Linked DNA regions of Capsicum annuum: region 1 is linked to region 2. A link is a contact called in public Hi-C data. All regions are on one chromosome and are shown on one strand. Each heading gives the region's core, a stretch centred on a gene start, on an enhancer-like site or on the middle of the called end of the contact. The rest is flanking DNA. Distances are from core to core; before and after follow the strand shown.

Region 1 (6,876 bases), core at 1,935-4,434, 300 kb before region 2:
TTACATTTTTATCAGTTTTGGCCGACAACCATCTCAGGATTCTTAGATAGGAAACCTCTTCCTGGTAGTTCACTTGTTGTCTCAAATAAAGAATGACTTCAAATGCCCAAGCCTATAAAATAACGTTAATAAATCAAAAGCATTATTGAATAAAAAAATGAATCATGTCATAATAAAAGAAATATTTATCATGAAAGCCCATGGAAAGTCATATAAGTTGACTGTCCTTGGCGTTAACGGAGTCAACAAATATTTGACAGTCATTTTGAAGCTTTCATAACCCCAAGAATTGTTGTTAAATGCCTCAAGATCCTCGGAGAGCTTTATCAAACCGAGTGGTATGTTGTTGTTAACGTCTCTTGGCCAAAGAACATTATGTACAAACCAAACCAAGCATAATGATTGTTTGTTTGTGCTTCTTTAAAAAAATTTTACCTGTCAACGCTTCTATCAAATTAATGTTTTTGAAGCTTAGACCAACAAGGGACACCAGGTCATCACGATCACTCAACTTGCCTTTGCCTTTTTTGGGTGTACGGGGTGCTTTTTTATGGGTTAGAATAGGTATAACTTGAGAAGGAGAAGGAGGATAACATTTTAATCCAGTAACTATGACAAACTCTTTCCAACCAAAACAAACAGGCATGCCACAGTAATTTATCCATACCTCATCTATTTGATCTTTGTTTTCATACATAAACCTACGCTTGAGAAAATCATATACCATTTTCATTTGAAAACGAGCATTGTTGTTCTCCGAAAAATCAAGGTATTTCCCAAAGTAGTTGTCCCTAAAATAAGCATCCAATTTTTATTCTCGAAGTATTTTTCTGTAGGCGTCGAAAGATTTTCCTATGGCTGACTTAACCACGAAATCACACTTAAATCTATGGCTTCATAGCAATGCATTCTTACTAGATAACGATCAATGCTAAAGGTTTTGACCAACTCTTCAGTGGAAGGGATATTAGCATTTGGATATTCTCTTTTGAAATATTCCTCTTCCCCATATTCATCATCTTCTGCTCCTGATTGAGATAATGTTTGTAAAGCATGCTCATAGAGTAGTGGATGTAGCCTAGCTGCTTCATTTTTTTTTTTACTTGGACTTGATTCAGTTTCTTTTCTTTTAGGAGCCATATTATCTAAAATTAACAAGAATATAAAATAGATTATAATTGATTAATACATCGTCAAAAAGGATAACAGTAAATCAAACATGTACAATAGTAAAATAAAAGTTCCAACAGATCACACATCTATTGCACCAGGTTGGATATCTGTTGCAGCATATAACCAACCCATTGCAAGAGATGATAATCAATTAGAAACAATAAAAATAGATCACTCATCTGTTGCACCAGGTAGGTTATTTGTTGCAGCTTATAAGCAACATGTTGCAGCAGATAAGTAATCCGTTGAAAATAATAAAAATAGATCACTCATCTGTTGCACCAGGTAGGTTCTCTGTTGCAGCTTATAATTATCCTGTTGCAGCGGATGAGTAATCCGTTGGGAAAAAAATGGACCACTCATCTGTTGTACCAGGTAGGTTATCTGTTGCAGCTTATAAATAACCTGTTGCAGCGGATGATCACTCATCTGTTACACCAAGTAGGTTATCTGTTGTAGCTTATAACCAACATGTTATAGCGGATGAGTAATCTGTTGGAAATAATAAAAATAGATCACTCATTTATTGTACAAGGTAGGTTATCTGTTGTAACCTATAACCAACCTGTTGCAACAGATGAGTTATTCGTTGGAAATAATATAAATAGATCACTCATCTGTTGAAACAGATCACTTATCTATTGCAAAATGAGTTATCTGTTGGATCGATATTATTTAGATTTCTTCTAAATAGAAGAGTCGTCTGTCGCAATAGATGAATGATCTGTTAGATTGTTCATCTGCTGTATCAGATTTTCATTGTTGCATCAGATTTGCATTTGTTGCATCAGATGTTTCATCTGTTGCATCAGATGTTTTATCCGTTTCATCAGATAGTTCATCTGTTGCGTCAGATGGTTCATCTGACACGCCAGATGGTTCATCTATTGCAACACCATTTTACCAAGACAAAAAACAAATCAATCCAGTAACCCCAACACAACACACATACACACACTAAGAACATCAACAGTGATAAAAAATCAACAACAAATCAAATCAACAGTTCGACAATAAAAACTACAATAATAATAAAAAATTATACTTCACACCGAAAAGAGTAGAGAAGAAATGCCAGAAATTAAGATTTTATTCAGTCCACATTTCAAATTTAGGTAAGAAGTAAATTGTTAACCAATACTGGAAGAGAAATTGACTCAAGTTCCTTTGTTTCTTCATAACTAAAAAGACATAATTTTTTACCTGTGAAAGAAGAAATGAGACGGCGAAGAACTCGAAGTTGTTGTCACCGGAGAACACTATTTGTCACATCGATTGGCGGGTGAAAGTCGACAAGAAACTCGCCCAGCTATTTGTCGCCGAAGCTTAAAGTCGCCGGGAATTGAAGGGAGAAATTTTGCAAAACTATTGGTTGAGAGGGAGTTGAGAAAGATTGTCGAGAGAAAGGAGAGAGATGATTGATTTGGAAAGGAGGGGGCTGTGAGTTAATTTGTATTTTTGAAAAGATTAGAAAGTTTTAAAAATATCAATCAAGTCCACAATTAACATAATCAAGTTTCCTAATTGTGTTTGACCCTTTAAGTAAGTTAGTGTCACCAATCCTTCGTTCAAGACTTAAATGACATCTTTCCTTCAATTTTCTCAGCAAACAAAATAGAAGTGTCTTGTTTTTAGAGCCGTCAATATGGATTAGGCCCGTAGGGCCGGTCCAACCTGGCCTGTAATTTGATAGAGTTGGGCTTCAATTCCTATAGTCCATTTAAGAACAAGGCTTTTTAACTCGGATTATGTAAGCCCGCGGCCCGTGGGGCTTGGGCAATGTGGGTTGGGCTAGCTCGTGGGTCGGTCCGTAAGTCAAATATATGCAACTATTTAAATTGCTTATTAGTATTTTTATTTGATTCAAAGGATATCATGTCAAAAATTATTTAATATTCTAAAATTAAATTATAAAATATTATTTTTAAAAAGTGGGCTGACTCGCGGCCCACAAAATAATGGTGTGGGCTAGATGTTTTGTGGTCCATCATTCTGATGGGCTAGCACAACATGGTCCGTCAAACTCAAAGTCCGTGTAGACTAGGCCGGATGGCTAAGCCGACCCGTATTTAGAGCTCTACTTGTTTTATTGTGCACTATGCACTCATGTTTAACCACGTAACTACCGGTCTAACTAATTAAACTCACACGTCATTATAACAGCCCCTGAATTTCCGTTTAATATACTTTCACCCTCTCTTACCTCAAATTTATCATAATAATCACTCTCCACAACCCCTAACAACACACTTCTCCCTAGACCAACAACACCCAAATAATGGCGCGAGGCGCTTCTTCCCAATCCACTTCCTCCTCCACCACCCGTCCGGGTACCACCGCACCCCGTGGCTCCGCCGCCGCTGCAGCTGGCATGCGCCGACGTAGGCTCAGTGGTTCCTCCTCTGCCGCAGGTGGTGGTGGTAGTGGCGTAGTTGGCTCTGGCAACGCCAACAATATGCTCCGATTCTATACCGATGATTCTCCCGGTTTGAAGATCAGCCCGACGGTTGTCCTCGTGATGAGCCTTTGCTTCATCGGATTCGTTACTGCTCTCCATGTCTTGGGAAAATTCTACCGCTACCGATCCGCGTCGGGCTCCGGAGCCTGATTATTCGGGTTTGTGACTTTGATTTCGGATCACGATGATTTTGAAACCCACATCATACAGGACAATTTAGTTTTTTTTTTTATGGCTAATTTCACGGTCTTTTGTTGGTTCTATTTCCTTTTGTTGGCTGAATTTGACTCAGTGTTAGGAAGATGATAAAAGAAGCTCCCACGTAAGGGAATTCTGGAGTTTACATGTGTAATGCACACTCTTTGTTCAAAAATTGTTCCGTTTTGCTATATTAATTGGTTTGTCTTTTATTATTTTCATGTGCTTTTGAGTACGAGTCCACCAATGTTTAGTGAAAAATTGATTGTCTAAATCCCAGGGTAGGTTGACAAACAGTGAAAAAGCAGGGCAACTATACTGATCAGATGCAAAATAGTGGAAGATTTGGATTAACCTGTGAGTATGATGATTTTTGAATATCAAAGAACCATAATAGAATGAAACGCAGAGGGCTTAAAAAGTTGATTGATGTGATTGTGAACGGATGTTGATTTTCGGTGGATTGAAGACAAGTTTGAATTCCTTTTTTGGATCTTTCTGGTTTCATCTATTGTGTTCTTCTAGGAGTATAGTTTTGTTCCTGGAAGTTACTTTACGTTTTTAGCTGAAGGGTGTTCAATCTTGAAACCCCTATGCATTATTCTGGGGTGCTTTGTGTAGTTTCCATGTGTGCTAAACTTGCGCCACGATCCAAAACTGCTTGCCCTCTCTGTTGCTTTTTTCATAGCAAAAGGGTGTGCCATCTTCAATTGGTTTCCTTTTTTGTTGGAAGGAGATTGAATATCATATGATCAGAATATAACACGTTTATGATTTGCATTTGTTTGTTCAATAAGACTTTTGTCAGGGTTTTCTTGTTTTAGCAATCACTGCATAGAGGCACTTGCTATGGATTGTAGTTATAACATGGTTTTAGTTGATTGTTGGAATTATTTTTTGACAGTTCACGGACTTTTCTTGGCGCATTTTACCGAGATATTGATGAGCTATGGCTTTTTACAGTTATAAAATTGGTCAAACCCATCGATAGACCTCAAATTTGTTCCGAAAATTCACTTAAACCCCTCAACTAAGGCTTGTACCTATCAAGCACTTCAAGTGTTAAAATTGGTACCTATCAGGCACAAAATGATGATTTGGCAAGGAGAGTGTAACACACTCTCCTTGGGTGCGTGAACAGTAAATTAAATAATATTTTACTTTTTTTATTAAAAAATTTATATTTAAATTATTTTATTAATATAATTTTTAATTATTCTAATATTTTAATTTAAAAAAAAAAAAAAAAAAGCTCCCCCCATACCCCACAGTCATCATCTTCCTCAGAAACATTTACCCCTTCCCCCACAACAATTATCAGTGAACAAGATTTGAAGAATTGAAACTTCATTAAGCACAACAACAAAATCTTTGTCAATCTTCATGATTTCGAGACAACAAAATCCATCAAATCAGTTGAAAATTAACAACTCCATGAACAACAACAAAATCATTAATCAATCTTCACCATTAAAGACAACATCAAAAAATGGAGAAACTCCATTAAGCACACAATGAGTAACCATTTTTCAACATTATCAACAACATCAAAGATTTGAAACAAAAAAAAATTCTTTTTTGGAGTTGATTTTCCGGCGAGTCTCGCCGAAAAATATTGATTGTGTTGCCGCTCTCGTGTGTGTGAACTGTGTGTGTGAGTGAATGTGTGTGTTTGTGAGTGAACTCTGTGTGTGAGAGTGAATGTGTGTTTGTGTGTGATTTTGGAGTTGATTTTTCGGCGAATCTCGCCGGAAAATGTTGGCTGCGTTGCTGCTCTCGTGCATGTGTGAACTATGTGTGCGTGTGAGTGAATGTGTGTGTTTGTGTGTGAGAGAACTGTGAAACACCGAAAGGGGTGGTGTGAAGATGACGGGTGGGGGGTAAGGGTGAAGACGATTGCGGGTGGGGTGGGGGAGGAGGCGGTAAAGATGATGTATGTATGTGTGAGGGAATACGACAAAGGGGTGTGGGGTGGGATGAAGAAGAAGATGATTGGAGGGTGGGGTGGGGTGGGGTGAAGAAGATGATGATTGGGGGGGGGGGGTGCTTTTTTTTTTTTTTTTTTTTAATTTAAAAATTATTATTAAATATAAATAGAAAAATAAAAAAATCAGCAATTTTACATATATTTTTTTTTGCCACGTGTTTTTTTATTGGGCGTTTTTGTCACGTCACGCGAGTGTAACACACTCTCTATATACATTTTGCTTATTAGGCAAAAAATGCCCAATTGAAACAAAATTCGGGGGGTTTAGGGGTTTGATAGGTACAGGCCTTAGTTTAGGAGCTAAGTGAATTTTTGGGACAAGTTTAAGGTGCTATCGATGGGTTTGGCGTATAAAATTCTTGAAATTTCTCATAGTTGTTCTCTAACGATTGCAAAGTTATGGGATGGTATCACATCCATGTCATGTAAGAAACTCCGTTCTTAAAAATCTTTTTCCCCTGTTCTTTGGGTTTAACCTATTTGGTACCGATTGAAGCCTATTGGTTTGACTAGTTCAGGTTTGTGTCTGATAGATCTGGGGTAAAAGGCGCAACTATTGCACCGCTAATGGTCTCATCAATCCAACTCTGTCTCTCATTACACCACAGCTTGTTTAACCAGCGTTGTTCAATGAGTAAAGCTAGTTTTTTTCTCTCTCATTAGACAACAACTCTGCTTAGTGAGATATTTCATGTGTTATTCTAATCAAGAACACGGCCACAACTTCAGTCTGCTCGATTTGATGTTTTTGACAAAGACTACGTAGTACGTAGTCTGAAAATTTGAACCCTACTCGTTCTATTACTCCCTCAATGCCAAAATATAATATTTGAATTATTGAAGTTTTTCTTGGTGTTCAAAATAATTAAAATGTTCATTGTTGAAGATAGATGTTGAAATGTTTTTTTAATTTTATCTTTCACTAATTAAATTTTTAATAATGAGTTCCAATGATCATTACTAATGTGGAGTTTGAAAGGGGCAAAAATAGAAAACATGATCAAATTATGTTTTTATCTTTTTTTCTTAAGATGTGTGTCATATTCCAACAATTTAATTA
Region 2 (6,548 bases), core at 4,034-6,533:
ACTTTGGACTTTTTCCAAGCCCCTTAAATCATCCAAACACCTAATCCAAGGTCATTCCAAGCATCACATACGAATTTTCTCAAAAATTCTCTCAAATTAAAAACCCTAAGCATCCAAAACCAATTCCAAGAATCTCCTAAGTTCACCATTAATTCTTCAAATTGATTCAAGAATTGGATTCCTCAAACCAAGAGCATCGATAATATCCATTCAAGTGTACGAATAGAGTCCCAAGGGCTAGAGTTCATCCAAAGCTCCTAATTCAAGGTATGTGGGGTTTAAACAAAAACACTTCTTTTGTTCTTGTGCCCAAAGATTTGATTTTTATAAATGAATTTCATGTTTTTGCAAATGGGTCTGTACCCAAATTATATTATTTTGGAGAATATGAATTGATAAGTTGTTCAAGTTTTGAATTGCATGATTATTTCACTTATTTATGATTTGAATTGATAATTCATGCTATAAATTGCACATTCCTATATTGATGTGATATTTTTAAGGGTTTCTAAGATTGGTGTCATGAATTAAGCTTTATTATGAAATTGTGACCCTTTAAGAATATATATGCCTTAAGTCCAAGAATGAATTGTTGATACTTTCTAAAGTGTTTCAAGACATGTAATGATATTTCCATGCTATTAAAATTTTAAAGCCTATTGGTGATAGTCTACCAAAGTTTCAATAAAAGAGTTTATTTTAATCCTAAGCTAAGAAAGAAAATCCACACCATTTGATTTAAGCTAAAGGGAAGCGTAGTTGGCTTTCATTGCATATTTCTGATTTGTTTAAGGTGGATTTTTCTTAAAAGTTCTGAGCTTAAGTAAGGGAGTGGTATTTAGCACTGAGTTGGGCTGATTCCAAGGTCTCATTCCCCAGAACTACGAGCCACCATAGGATTTGATTTACCCCAAGTGGGTTAAGCTAGTGATCACTAAAAGTAAAAGGTTCCTCTCCGATGGGAAGGATAAAACATCTCTCCCTAACGTGGGCAAGACGTTAGACTCCATGTAGCTCACATGATTTATGTTGGTTAGAAGAAACTCCCAAGTTTCCTAGAGTCTCAAGTCTTAAAGTTATTAAGGTTTTAAGTCCTTGAGTTTCAAAGAAGTTCCTTCGTTTCAAAAGACTAAAGTGCATGTTCTAAAAGTTGTTGTTTTAAGAGTTTAAATAGTTTACAAGCTTGAGATCAAAGAAAGAATACAAATTTAGAATAAAGTGTAATGGCTCACATGAATTATACTACATGTTTCATTATTCATGATTTATGAGAGTTTTATTCAAGCTATGTGAGTCATCTACAAAACCATGTATGTTTTCCATAAAGATTTATCGTATTGATATTTAGTTGCATACACCCCCATATACTCAGTACATTCCCAAGTGCTGATCCATATATACGTCTATGTTCTACATTGTCTCATAATGTAGGTTTAGGTACTCAGTCCTAGCAGCGTCATTAATCCCAAGTACCTTTATTTACACCTCCACTGTGGTGAATCCTCATGGTTCGAGGACCTATATCCAGACACTTCAGTATTTTTAGTAGTTGTTCTACTGCTTTTAGTTTAGGTTGAATCAGTTGGGGATCTGTCCCAATGGCTCTCTAGTTTGTTGAGTAGTAGAGGCTTTGTCAGACTAAATGGTCAGTATATTTAGATTTGCAGTATTTTGTTACTTTTACAGTACTCATTCGGATTTCAGTTAGACATGATTCCTTATTTTGCTCTCATTATCTTTAAGTAAGCTTTATACTAAGTAGCAGGCTCAAAGGGTTAGCTTGGGGCTACTTGTAGCCTTAAGCACCGTGTGACGCTCCGGGACAGAATTTTGGGGCGTTACATTGGATAAAATACATATACATTTCGTTGACCCTCATAAGTTGCTTCAATGTATGAGGAAATTATTTAGCCTATATTTATGAAAAGAAAAATTAGATATGATGATTCTATTGCTTAATTAACGGCATTAATTAACTCTTCTAATTTAGTGGATGCTTAAAAATAGTAACTGAAATTCAAATTGAAAAAATATCTTTAAACATCACCATAATTTTTTTTTGAATTACGATCTAGAACTCATACTCAAAAAAACACGTCCACATTTGGTTTCTTCTCTTTTACAATAATCAATATGAACATCGCTATATTTTTGCATCATTCGGGTTCTTGGGAATCCAAAATTCTTTATCAACAATACAAAAGTGATGAAATTATTGTTTCAAAAAGTATAAAGTTTTTGAAATTGATTTTGATGATTGCAACGGAATTGAATATTGATGAAGTTCATAAAAAAATTGAAGTAAAATACATTGTTGAAGGTAATTCCTCAATTTGTAGAAGATGAAGAAGTTATACCGCCCAAATACAGAAAACCTCTTGGTAGGTCAAAGAAAGGAAAGCATTTGAAATCAAGTGAATCACTTTCTTCAAGCTCAAACTGTTGCGGTAAATGTGGACGTGCAAGTCACAACCGACGAACGTGTGATTTTTTCCCAAAGGAATCGTGAAGAAGATAATTTGATTTTCCATGTGATGATGCTTAATTTGGTTTCATTTGAGTCAACAATTTACTTTGTTGATGTTGATAATCTGGAATAACTTTGAACTATGATTTATATTGTTATTTCAAGTTTAGTTCTTAATAATAGTTTGAGATTGTCACAACAATTTTCTACATTATACATAAATCATATTGCATTCCTTTAACTATTTCACTTTACATTATACATAAAGGTGTATAAATACTATCTAATTTGGCATCTATAACGCTAAACAATCATTCATATGTATTGTATAACAAACAATTAAATATTAAACTGTCAGTTCTATGTAATGTATAACATTATTTATAACTGAACTTCTGCAAACTTTTATTTTTAAACGAGATATCTTTGTTATATTCGTCTATGGAAGTTAGTTTAATTTAAGTAGTCATGCTATAATGTGCTATATGTATGAGAATTTATTATACATTTCTTACTTTGTGTGTTGCCAATATTATATGTATGATCTGAACTCAAACAACAGTATGTTTTATATGTATGATAAAGTTTTATACTTTAGCTTCTATGTATGATGTAAATATTTTCTTTATTTTCACTTAAGTTAAAAAAAAATTAACTATATGTATGAGAATATATTATACTTAACTTTCTGTGTATGAAACAAATGTTATATGTATGAATCACATTTCATACATCCATACATTAGATGTAAGTGACGTATTAATGAAGTTTTGCTCTTGAAAATATTATACATTAGATATAAAATAGCACTTTAATGTATAATTGATTGTTATACGTTATATATAAATCACTGTTAATAGTAATAGTTGTCAACTTATATAGTACCAATACAATATAATGTACGTCAAATGTAATAGCTTCCAACTTCGATAGTACCAATACAATATATTGTGCGTCAAACCTACATGAATGCACTTCCAGTCATTCACTTAATATTTCTGCATATACATCAACAAAAATGCCACAGTCGCTAATATGAAAAAAATTATGAATTAACAGGTAGCTCAGTAATTATTACATGATTATATATGTAAAAAAATATAAACTAAAAGTACTTACAGATTAGCAGACTCCCATTAAAAGATACAAACATAGCAGCAAACTGATACATATTACAAATTACATTATACAACAGTTTCACATGTATATATACACCTTATACACTTAAACTATAATCTTGCATAATGTATAATGTAACATTATACATATCAAATATGCACCTTATACATATTATAAATATAATCTTATCAAAGGTATAATGTAACTTTATACATGATTTAGACTTTCTAACTGTATAATGCAACCTAATGCATAAAATGCATCTTATATGTAATAAAAACTTCTTAATGTGTAATATAATTCATCTCATACACTTACAATGAAATATAAAGTAGAAGACTTATATTATACATTATTCTGATAAATAAACTAATGTATAATGTTTGCACAACAATATTGAATGGAAAAAGTAGTCTTACAAACTATTATAATTATATTGTATAACTTTACAACTTGTAAAGTATAATGTACCCAAACTAATGTACAGTGTACCTGATCTAATGAATGAGTTTAAAAATGTCAATGTAATTTATACTACAATTCTATTGTATAATCCTACAATATGACTATCAACGTATAATTACCCATTTACTGAATTAAATCAATTAATATAAAAACTATAACTTTGGAAGACGTGGTCGTCCGGAATCATCAACCTTCTTCTTACTTGTCAATTTTGAAGCTAACTTCTTTGAACTTGAACGGCAACTTCCCTCAATTATACATAAAACCAAAGATTTGACTTTGAAATATATGGGAAAATACGATAAATTTCTACTCTCACAATGTTATTGAATTACAAAATCTAATACTTTGATAAGTACATACATGCAACAAATTAAAATTCAAATCCAAATTTGATTTGGTAAAGTTGAAAAAAAAAACTTAAAATTAAATGAGGAAGGTGAACTTTGTTCAGTTAATGGTTGATAACTGAACAACTTGAAATTTCTCAGATCATGTTAACTTAATTGTAGGCATAAATAAAGAAGCACAGATATGGAGCAAAAATCGGTGCACAAAAAGGGAGTAAAATAGGGTATTTTAATATGTATGAGGGGAATGAGAGAGAAAGAGTAAATTTAAGGAATTTTATATAATTAATAAGGGATTTTTGTAATTAATTTGAGGAGTAGGGATTTTATGTAATAATTAATTGTTAACTTGTGTATATATGTAATTTTTCCTTAATTTTTTAAGTTTTTATTTAATGAAATATTTCAGTGGCAATTTGGAATTAGTTCTTGTTATCATGAGCATGTGGAGATCATCATGTTTTCAAGGATTGAACCCGTGACCTCCTGGTCACATGGCAGCAACTTTACCAGTTACTCCAAGGCTCCCCTTCACTAACTTGCATCACCAATAATTTCTTTTATTCTATTATTTTCCAATACTAATATTGTAGAGAATTCTTGAAAATCTGAAAAATATATAACATTGTCCTTAAAGATATTTCATCGATTAACCCTTATAATTTAATAAGCTCTTCTAATTGTAAATTAAGAATCAAACAATAAAGATGAAATAGAAAAAAAAAAAAACAAATCTAGCACACTGTAATTTCCCATTGAATGGTATGTCGTATATATGTCATCTCATTCGTATTTCAAAATTGAGAGTGAATATATACAGTGGGTTGGTAACAGGGCGGGCCTTTTGGTGAAGCAGTCCAAGCCCATGCTTTAGGCCCCCAATTTTGGGGAGCCCCACTTTACATCACTTTACATCATTTAAAATAGAAAAATTCACATGTATTTATTTATGTATGCTGTCAGTTGTTGACAAAATTTTTGAAAGAATAAATGGCCCACTTGTCAAATCAATTACTATATTGATTTGCCTTGAAACATTTTTTTCTTTTAAAATAAATGGTACAACTTTGAAAAGGCAAATACATTTATGAAGAAATTGATTTTCCTAGTCTTGAAAGAGGCAAAAAATTAGTATTTTTTTTATCTTTTAAATTAGACCTTTCATTTTCCTTTAATTGGAAGATGTAAATAACATACATATTTTTTTTTCTTTATTTACCTTCACTTTTTATCTTCTTTTAATTCCTATACTATCAAAACATCAATTGTTTAAGAAATTTCTTTTTTATTATATTATTTTGATTCAATTTATTTTTAATATCAAGATTGTTGATAGTTTATGAAGATTAGAGTTATTGTTTTTAGATCATTATTAAATTAGGTTCTATTATTTTAGTTTTATTATTATTATTATTCTGTTAAATAATTGTGCATGCGCATATTGATATTTGGTAGACATATTTGTTATTTATTAATTTTTTTTAATTTTTTAATTGTGTGGATTAGTAGATATAAATTACACATTTACTATTTATTAAAATTTTAATATGTCAACTAGAAAATATGAATCTGGTGCTTCAAAACTTTAAAAAAAAAAAAGAATTGATACTTTGGTAGAATCTCAAAAAAGAGCTCTAGATAAATTTTTAATAAATAATAAAATATAGAATTAGAAAATATAGGAGAATGTTCTCAAGATGAGCAAGTTATTAATTCAGTTGAATTTGATGATAGGAGTAATACTATTCAAAAAGAGGAGAAGGAAATTAGTGAGAAATCTAATATAGATCCTCAAGAAAATCAAGAACTTAATGAATCAAATAATTGTATTCATATAAATATATATGATCCTAGTCAGTGGATCAATATCGATACAAAATTGAGAGACTTACTAGTGGAAAAAGGACCAATTAGAATTAGTGATACAAATTTTTCAAATGATAAATTGTCAAGACATTTTTATAATGCCCATTATTTTCAAACTTTGGAAAATGGAGAAAGACATGAAAGAAAATGGTTAATTTATTCTAGAGATTTGGATAAAGTATTTTATTTTTGTTGCAAGTTGTTCAATACAAATTCTTATATTAGTAATAGTAAACTAGCAAATGAAGGTAGTAAAGATTGGATAAATCTTAGTGCTAAGC

What was found. A called contact is a pair of places that touch in the nucleus more often than the background predicts.
Region 1: a Hi-C map of pericarp shows a contact between it and region 2, with 2.7 times the contacts expected there. The contact joins the promoter of LOC107873089 here to the enhancer-like site in region 2. A contact is called at or near these places in 2 of 5 Hi-C or Micro-C datasets (bud and pericarp).

Annotation. Positions count from the first base shown.
Region 1 is chr6:145,092,948-145,099,823 of UCD10Xv1.1, reverse strand. It overlaps LOC107873089 (protein transport protein Sec61 subunit beta), which reads left to right and starts at 3,184. Exons shown (of 1, transcript XM_016719814.2): 1 at 3,184-4,044. The coding sequence starts at 3,452. The coding sequence ends at 3,781.
Region 2 is chr6:144,791,271-144,797,818 of UCD10Xv1.1, reverse strand. No RefSeq gene overlaps it. Among protein-coding and RNA genes, the nearest start is that of LOC107873163, 34 kb to the right of the region's middle. Within about 2 kb of position 5,283, at least 1 of the 5 cell types and tissues checked has an H3K27ac peak or open chromatin away from gene starts, as enhancers often do. A contact at or near this core is called in pericarp, where this site is marked.